2 separate regions of the Arachis hypogaea genome follow, and region 1 is linked to region 2. The links are chromatin contacts, called in public Hi-C maps. All regions are on one chromosome and are shown on one strand. Each heading gives the region's core, a stretch centred on a gene start, on an enhancer-like site or on the middle of the called end of the contact. The rest is flanking DNA. Distances are from core to core; before and after follow the strand shown.

Region 1 (3,690 bases), core at 1,066-3,565, 73 kb after region 2:
GTCTTCCATGCTATTTATTTTCTAGAAAATCAAGTCCATTCACATCAGGAGTATTTCGCAATTGGAAAAAAGTGAATAATGGAAAGGATTGTGCATTTTTATCTCATGTGGGTAAATCTCTTAATTCTCCTCATAATATTGCTGTTAAGTCTTGTAAAGATTTGCTTAATCAATTATGTCACATTGACAAAGTATTGGCTAAGCAAAGCTCACAACAAGTTTTAAGCAATAGATTGCGTCTTAAAGCCTCTATTGATACTGTCAAATGGTTAACGTTTCAAGCTTGTGCTTTTAGGGGACATGACGAGAGTCATGAGTCTCAGAATCGAGGAAATTTTCTTGAAATGTTAAAATTATTAGCTTCTTACAATAAAGAAGTGGATGCAGTTGTTTTGGATAATGCTCCTCAAAATGCAATATACACATCACCTTCTATTCAAAAGGAAATTCTACATGTTTTTGCTAGAAAGGTGCAAAATGAAATTCGCAATGAGATTGGTAATGCAAAGTTTTGTTTGATTGTTGATGAAGCTAGAGATGAATCTAGAAGAGAACAAATGGCACTTGTTGTTAGATTTGTTGATAAGCATGGATTTGTCAAAGAAAGGCTAATAGATGTTGTTCATGTCAAAGATACTACTTCTGCTACTCTAAAACAAGAGATTTGTTCTGCATTATCTCATCACAATCTCAACATTCAAAATGTTCGAGGTCAAGGGTATGACGGAGCTAGTAATATGCGTGGAGAGTGGAAAGGGTTACAAGCTTTAATTATTCAAGAATGTCCTTATGCATATTATGTTCATTGCTTTGCTCATCAATTACAGCTAGCTCTTGTTGCTGCGGCTAAAGAAGTTGTTGATGTTCATGCTTTTTTCCAAAGTTTGAGTAATATTATCAATGTTGTGTGCTCTTCTTGCAAACGCAATGATGAATTACGATCTGCTTATGCAACTGAAATTTCCCATTTAGTTGCAACTAATCAAATTGAAACAGGAAGAGGAGCAAATCAAATTGGCACATTAAAAAGATCAGGAGATACCAGGTGGAGCTCTCACTTCAACTCAATTTGTAGCCTTTTACGTATGTTTGGAGCAACAACTTCAGTTCTGGAAGATTTGGCTACTAATGGATCTACATATTCTCAACGTGGTGATGCTACTTATGCTCTTAAATCTTTATTATCATTTGATTTTGTTTTCATTTTGCATATGATGAAAGAAATCATGGGAATCACTGATAAACTTTGTCAAGCATTGCAACAAAAATCTCAAGACATTTTGAATGTTATGCATCTGGTTTCTAGTACAAAGTCATTGATTCAACAGTTAAGAGATAGTAGTTGGGGAGCACTTTTGGAGAAAGTTAGTTCTTTCTGCAATGATCATGCTATTCAGATACCTGATATGGGTGCTTCTTTTAGTGACATAATTCGGTCTCGTCGTAAAAAGGATGTTGTCACTGTTGAACACCACTATCGTGTTGACATTTTTACTAGCGTGATAGATTTTCAATTGAAAGAGCTAAATAGTAGATTTAGTGAGCAAGCAACCGAGCTCCTCATACTGAGTACATCTCTAGATCCTAAAGATGCTTTCAAGTTATTCAGTGTTTGCAACATATGCAATCTTGTAAAGAATTTCTATTCTTTAGATTTTTCTGAGCAAGAAAAGATTCAATTGGATTATGAGTTACAACATTATGAACTTGATGTGGTTAAAGCTCCAGATTTTCAGAATTTGTCTACTCTTGCTGAATTGTGTCAAAAATTGACAGAGACAGGAAAATCAAATATATATCCTTTAATTGATAGATTAATTCGTCTTGTTTTGACTCTTCCTGTGACAACAGCAACAACTGAACGGGCCTTTTCAGCTATGAAGATTATTAAAACAAGGCTTCGAAACAAGATGGAAGATGAATTTTTAGCAGATTGTATGATTGTATATATTGAAAGGAAATTGCTTCAAAATTCACTTCAGAGATGATAATTGATGATTTTAGTTCCATGAAGCATCGTCGAGCAAGTTTAAAAATATCAAAATCTTAAAGTATGTAGTTGAACATTGACTTTTATATAATATAATTACTTTTTTGATATATATGCTACAAATCATATTTTGTTAATTTTTTGTTATATTTTATATTTAATTGGCCCCCCTCTTATGAAATTTCTGGTTCCGCCACTGCACGTCCCACCACGTGGCACGATGATGAACGAAGAAGGCGGTGGTCCCGGGTTCTTTGGTTTAGTGTTACAGGACCACCCAGTTGCCGGTAACCACGAATATCAAAACTAAAAACGACGTCATTTCGGAGTGAGCATCATTCAATACGCATATGGTGGGTCCAAATCCTACATCATATTTTGCATATAAATATGTGTTCTTACAAGCGCGGTGTATCAAACCACTCTGCACCCTACCTTGCATTGTGTTATTAATTATCTTCCATTTTCTTTTCTTCCTTCTTTTCTGTTTCTTATTAGCTTTGATCATAAAAAATGTGTGGTATTCTTGCTGTCCTTGGTTGCTCTGATGACTCTCAAGCCAAAAGGGTCCGCGTCCTTGAGCTTTCTCGCAGGCAATCATTCTTTTTTCTACATACATACTTTTTATATATGGTTTCTTAATTATGTGTTAATTAATTCCAAATATGCATATATATACTTTTCCCTACTACTCATGAAACCAAAGTCTTAGCTTCTTCCCTTTTATGAACTAATCAACCTCGTCGTTTACTATATATGTATAGTTGAGAGTTACCAATAGTTAAATTTATGTGCTAATATTGAATTTCATATTAACAGGGTACAATAATGGAATCGTTATAGTATATTAGTGCATTAAAAGATACTGATGACGTGATTATTATTAGTCTATTTTTATAAATTAAATATGAATAATAATAATAATAAATTTGAGACTCATGAAGATGATAAATATATTGCACCATAATAAACGGTCATGGATTTAGTTTCCGAAATTAACAAAATATTTTATTATAAAAATTATATATAATATAAAAATATATTAAGAAAGAAAATTTGTATATCTACTCTCTCTCATATTTTAGTTTATATTGGCCATCACTTTTAGTTAATAGTCCAATATCTTTAGTTCAAGAGTCTAATTCTATATTTTTAGTCTATATTTTTAAATATTATTAATTAATTACTAGTTAAAAATAATAAATTATACTGGTTCTATAGCATTAGTTATTTAGTTATATATATATAACTGTAACTTTTTTTGTATTGGAATAAGTCAAAATTAAAGTTTTATTTTGGATATTTAATTTATGTATATTGGTGATATCAAATTAAAATTCTTTAAGAAAGTCTATCAAAGTTGAAATTCTTATGCTTATACGAGACAATATATTATATCTACTAGGATTAATCCTATTATCACGTATAGAGATAATAATGAAGTAGATGATGATATGTATGAATTTGGCACTTTTGATTCCCGGAACTTTGTTCTAATTATAAGTATTTGGTTTTAATAAGTACAGACTGAATTGCTGATGATGACGATAGGTATAGCAGAAACTTTTGTTTGTTTTCATCATGTGCTATATCTTCTGTGACTGTGACTTTCATGTGTAGGCCGTGGCAAATTTTAATACCAAAGTATACAAAAAATTATGTGAACATTATAGTGATATTAATATTGTTATGAGTTGGAT
Region 2 (3,707 bases), core at 971-3,470:
TAAATTATGCATGGCACAAAAGATTTATAAAATCAAACTACCTCTACAAAAAAGTCGTAAGTTGACAAAAGTCTCTGGTTAAGAAGACCAAAATACTGCGGATAAAAAATTAAATAATAAGATTTTTAGTTATTATTTTTATATTAAAAAATATAATTTTTTATTAATAGTTAATTTTAACATTCGTTATCTAAAATTTAAAATAATTTAATGTGTATATTTTTACATTTAAAATATTTTAATTGTAAAAAAATATCGGATGATATATTTTGATTTGTCAAATTATTAATATAAAATATAATTATATATAGAGTAAAAATAGTAGAGAGAAATAGAAAAATAGAGAGAGGTAGATGAGAGAATTTAGAAAAGGAGTTTATTAACTTTGAAAAAAAATATTTCTCTCAATTTTAATAAGAGTGTCATGCGACACATTTGATTATTAAATTAGATAATAATATATGATACATAATATATGTATATTTCAATTAGATAGTAATATATGATACATATAGAAGCATAATGAACTAAATTTTTAAGGACCTATTTGTCCTTTGAACTTTATTTGCAAAATGACGCCAATGACTTATTTGTCCTTCAAACTTTATTCCCCTTCCAGCGTGACACCGTAACGGACACCTGGACATCATTTCTGCCACATCAATCAGCCAATTCCGTTTGGTATATGAGAAACAAATAGACGGAAGAACTAAATTATATTCTGTTTATTAAAGTCAAAGACTTTTCTATATTTAAATTTTGTCAAAAATATATTTATCAAAAATTTAAAAAATCAGAGATTTATTTGTTTTTTTTCTTTTTAGGATTCACTTCAATACAATAAAATCTCACAAGTTTAAAAATTACAATAAGTACTACATATTCTTGCACATAAATATTTGTTTAAAGGTACAAAAAGGGTCCCAGTCCAAAAAATAAAAAAGTACAAGAAGGGCAATGGCATAGCTTTGCACATGCACCTGCTCCAATAGTTTGTGAAAAATATTAGTGGTGTCATAATATATAATATTTCTCGTTCACTTGTTATTTTTTTTAGGGTTTAGTTGACATGTATTCTTAATTTATTATTAAAAAAATTAAAATTTTTTAGTTAATAAATATAAAATTTAAATTTTTTATGTTTTTAATAAAAAATTTTAATTTACAATCTTAATATAAAATAGATAAATTCTTTTTTTATTATTACAAATTAGTCCAATAACCTTTTAATTTTGGATTTTGACTAATTTACTAATAGATTAAAGCCTTTAAAGTTTAGGACAAGTCATAAGACACAGGTTGCAGGACTTTCCAATTTTTATGCTGCAATTAGTGGGATTGAAATTAAGATTTTATTTTATTTAGTACTATTTATATTTTTATTGGTTTGTTAATTTAATTCTTTAAGACAAAATATTAAAATATTCAATAATACTTGATTATATTTATGTAGATTTGATGAAGAATTCACAAGTTGTAACCTTCGAAACTCCACCAAAAATTATGTTAAAATTTAAATATAAATATCATTATATAATTTTATATTTAAATTATTGGTTCCTTCAAAAATTCTCTTCAAGCTTCACCACTTAAGAAGGGATCGAAAACCCAAAAGAAACCCAACTGAAAAAAACGGAACACCCAAAAGGAAAAAGAAAAAAAGAAAAAAACATAGGCAACAAAACAGCGAAGTTTTAATTGTTCTTAGGATAAATATATTTCAAGCTACAGAAAAGGGCCAAAGGTCCAAAAATGAAACTAAAGAACAACAAACAAAGATAAAGCGAATAGAGACCCCATAAAAGATCATTTCTAAGGCTCATTTGATTAAGACAAAAACAAAAAGCTAATTTGATTTGGGTTTGTTTTGGACAGGTTTCATTTACAGCTGAGTTTTAAACTTGTGAGATTGTTGAAATTTTGGGCTTTTACTAGTTTTCGAGTTTGCTGGTATGTGAAATTTTTTTATTGTTTTGGATAGAAAAAATTGAACTAACTACAGTTCTTATCATCATTGTCTAAATTACACTTACCAGTTACCACGGTTCTAACTTTCGGATTGACCAACTTACATAGTTACAGTAACTTTCTTCAATTACCTCTTTTTTCTTAAGGCCAATTTTATGATGTAGATAAGAGAAATTTTTTATACCTATAGATTTAAGTTGTTCAAATGCATTATTTAACAAGTGTCTCTGAAAAAGGACAAATACGGTTGTGTTGCAGGGTCTTATAGGAAGCTTCACATGATATCTGATTTATACTTAGAATATGTAATTAAGTTGATCATCATTAATAGAGACGACAAAAAAAAAAAAATTCGCACCAAAAATTATTCGTGATAAGGAGGCTAATGGGGACCATAAAATTTTTACGGAAATAGGAATTCGCTCCCACAAATAACTGGAAATAGGGCGGATTGATCTATAGAAATCCCTAAAATTTTTGAAAAAAAAAATTATTTAAATATTTTTATATATAAGTTGTGTAAGTAACTCTAATTTATTTTATTTTAATTTATATGTTAAAAAATTGTGTGTATATTATTTGAATTGGTTTACCTTTCACATGTTCAATCTTTTTTAGTACAAAAAATAGATCTCTCTTGACAAGAAAGACGTTTCGACTACTAAAGATTTCAATTACTGAAACAAAACGGGATAAAACAGAAATAAAAAAAAAAGATGGTACAAAGAGCGTTAAAGTCGAAAGGTAGTTATTACATTTCCTTAAGTATCAAGGTTTACTACTCAACCATCAAAACTAAGTGGAGAACATGGACGCAGAATTCAAGGAGTAAGCTAAAGAGACATGGGACTTGAAGACAAAGAGAGACGTAGATGTCAAAATTTGAGGATCAAAATTCCTCGTGGTCAGGACAAGTTCATCTTCATGGCCTGTAAGTAATAGAAACTTAGAAGAGTTTTGGAACTTCAACTAAGAACACTAAATCATCACATAAACTCATAGATTCCCTCCCAGTCTCCGTGACGCAACGGAAGAATATGGAGTGCAAGTGCATGTGAGTGTTAGAAGTCAATTTTTAACTTGTTTTCTTTTACTTATTTGATTCATTGACGTTTATTTCATTTAAATTTTGTTATTATTTTGCTTTGATCAATGTTTTACACTTTCGTTGTCTTCTTTATCTAATTGTTTATTCCCTTGTTATTTAACCACTGGTGATTCCTACGTAAAATTGTTTTGACACTATAATTAAGTAATTTCCGGATCAACCCACTCTTTTTTCAGAAGAGCATGACTCCCCAATATTTAAGATCTTGATACAAGCTCAATTTTAACACCTTGTTGAGACACTCTGTCGAGATTACAAAAATTGAGTGAAACAAATTGGTACGCCTAGTGGGATCCCGGGTTAAATTTGTGTATGCATTTACGCAGTGGTAAATTAATCATGACAGATAGAGTTTCAACTTCGATAGATACGTCGAATAATGATAGTAAAAATTCCATTAGAAGCCCTGAAATAGAGGCAGTCTATTTGACCAGTCTTTCGAGTCAACGGTCGACAGAATATATTTCAACTGCCATAACCGTCAAATGGCCTTAATATAGACTACCTCCAAACTATTTACTGCCTCTGAAGAATCCTAATGCCATATATGCTTGAGGTATTAACACTATAAAAAAAATAATCTTTTATATAGTCAGACACCTCCATCAAGTTTTCCTTCAATGGGTACAGA

What was found. A called contact is a pair of places that touch in the nucleus more often than the background predicts.
Region 1: a Hi-C map of an unstated tissue shows a contact between it and region 2, with 5 times the contacts expected there. The contact joins the promoter of LOC112702805 here to the enhancer-like site in region 2. A contact is called at or near these places in 2 of 8 Hi-C or Micro-C datasets (leaf and an unstated tissue).

Annotation. Positions count from the first base shown.
Region 1 is chr7:22,708,250-22,711,939 of arahy.Tifrunner.gnm2.J5K5, forward strand. LOC112702805 (asparagine synthetase [glutamine-hydrolyzing] 1) reads left to right here and starts at 2,316. Exons shown (of 13, transcript XM_025753983.2): 1 at 2,316-2,583. The coding sequence starts at 2,504. It overlaps LOC112701285, which reads left to right. Exons shown (of 3, transcript XM_025752064.2): 2 at 1-1,600; 3 at 1,654-1,663. The coding sequence ends at 1,663.
Region 2 is chr7:22,635,066-22,638,772 of arahy.Tifrunner.gnm2.J5K5, forward strand. No RefSeq gene overlaps it. Among protein-coding and RNA genes, the nearest start is that of LOC112702804, 17 kb to the left of the region's middle. Within about 2 kb of position 2,221, at least 3 of the 3 cell types and tissues checked have open chromatin away from gene starts, as enhancers often do.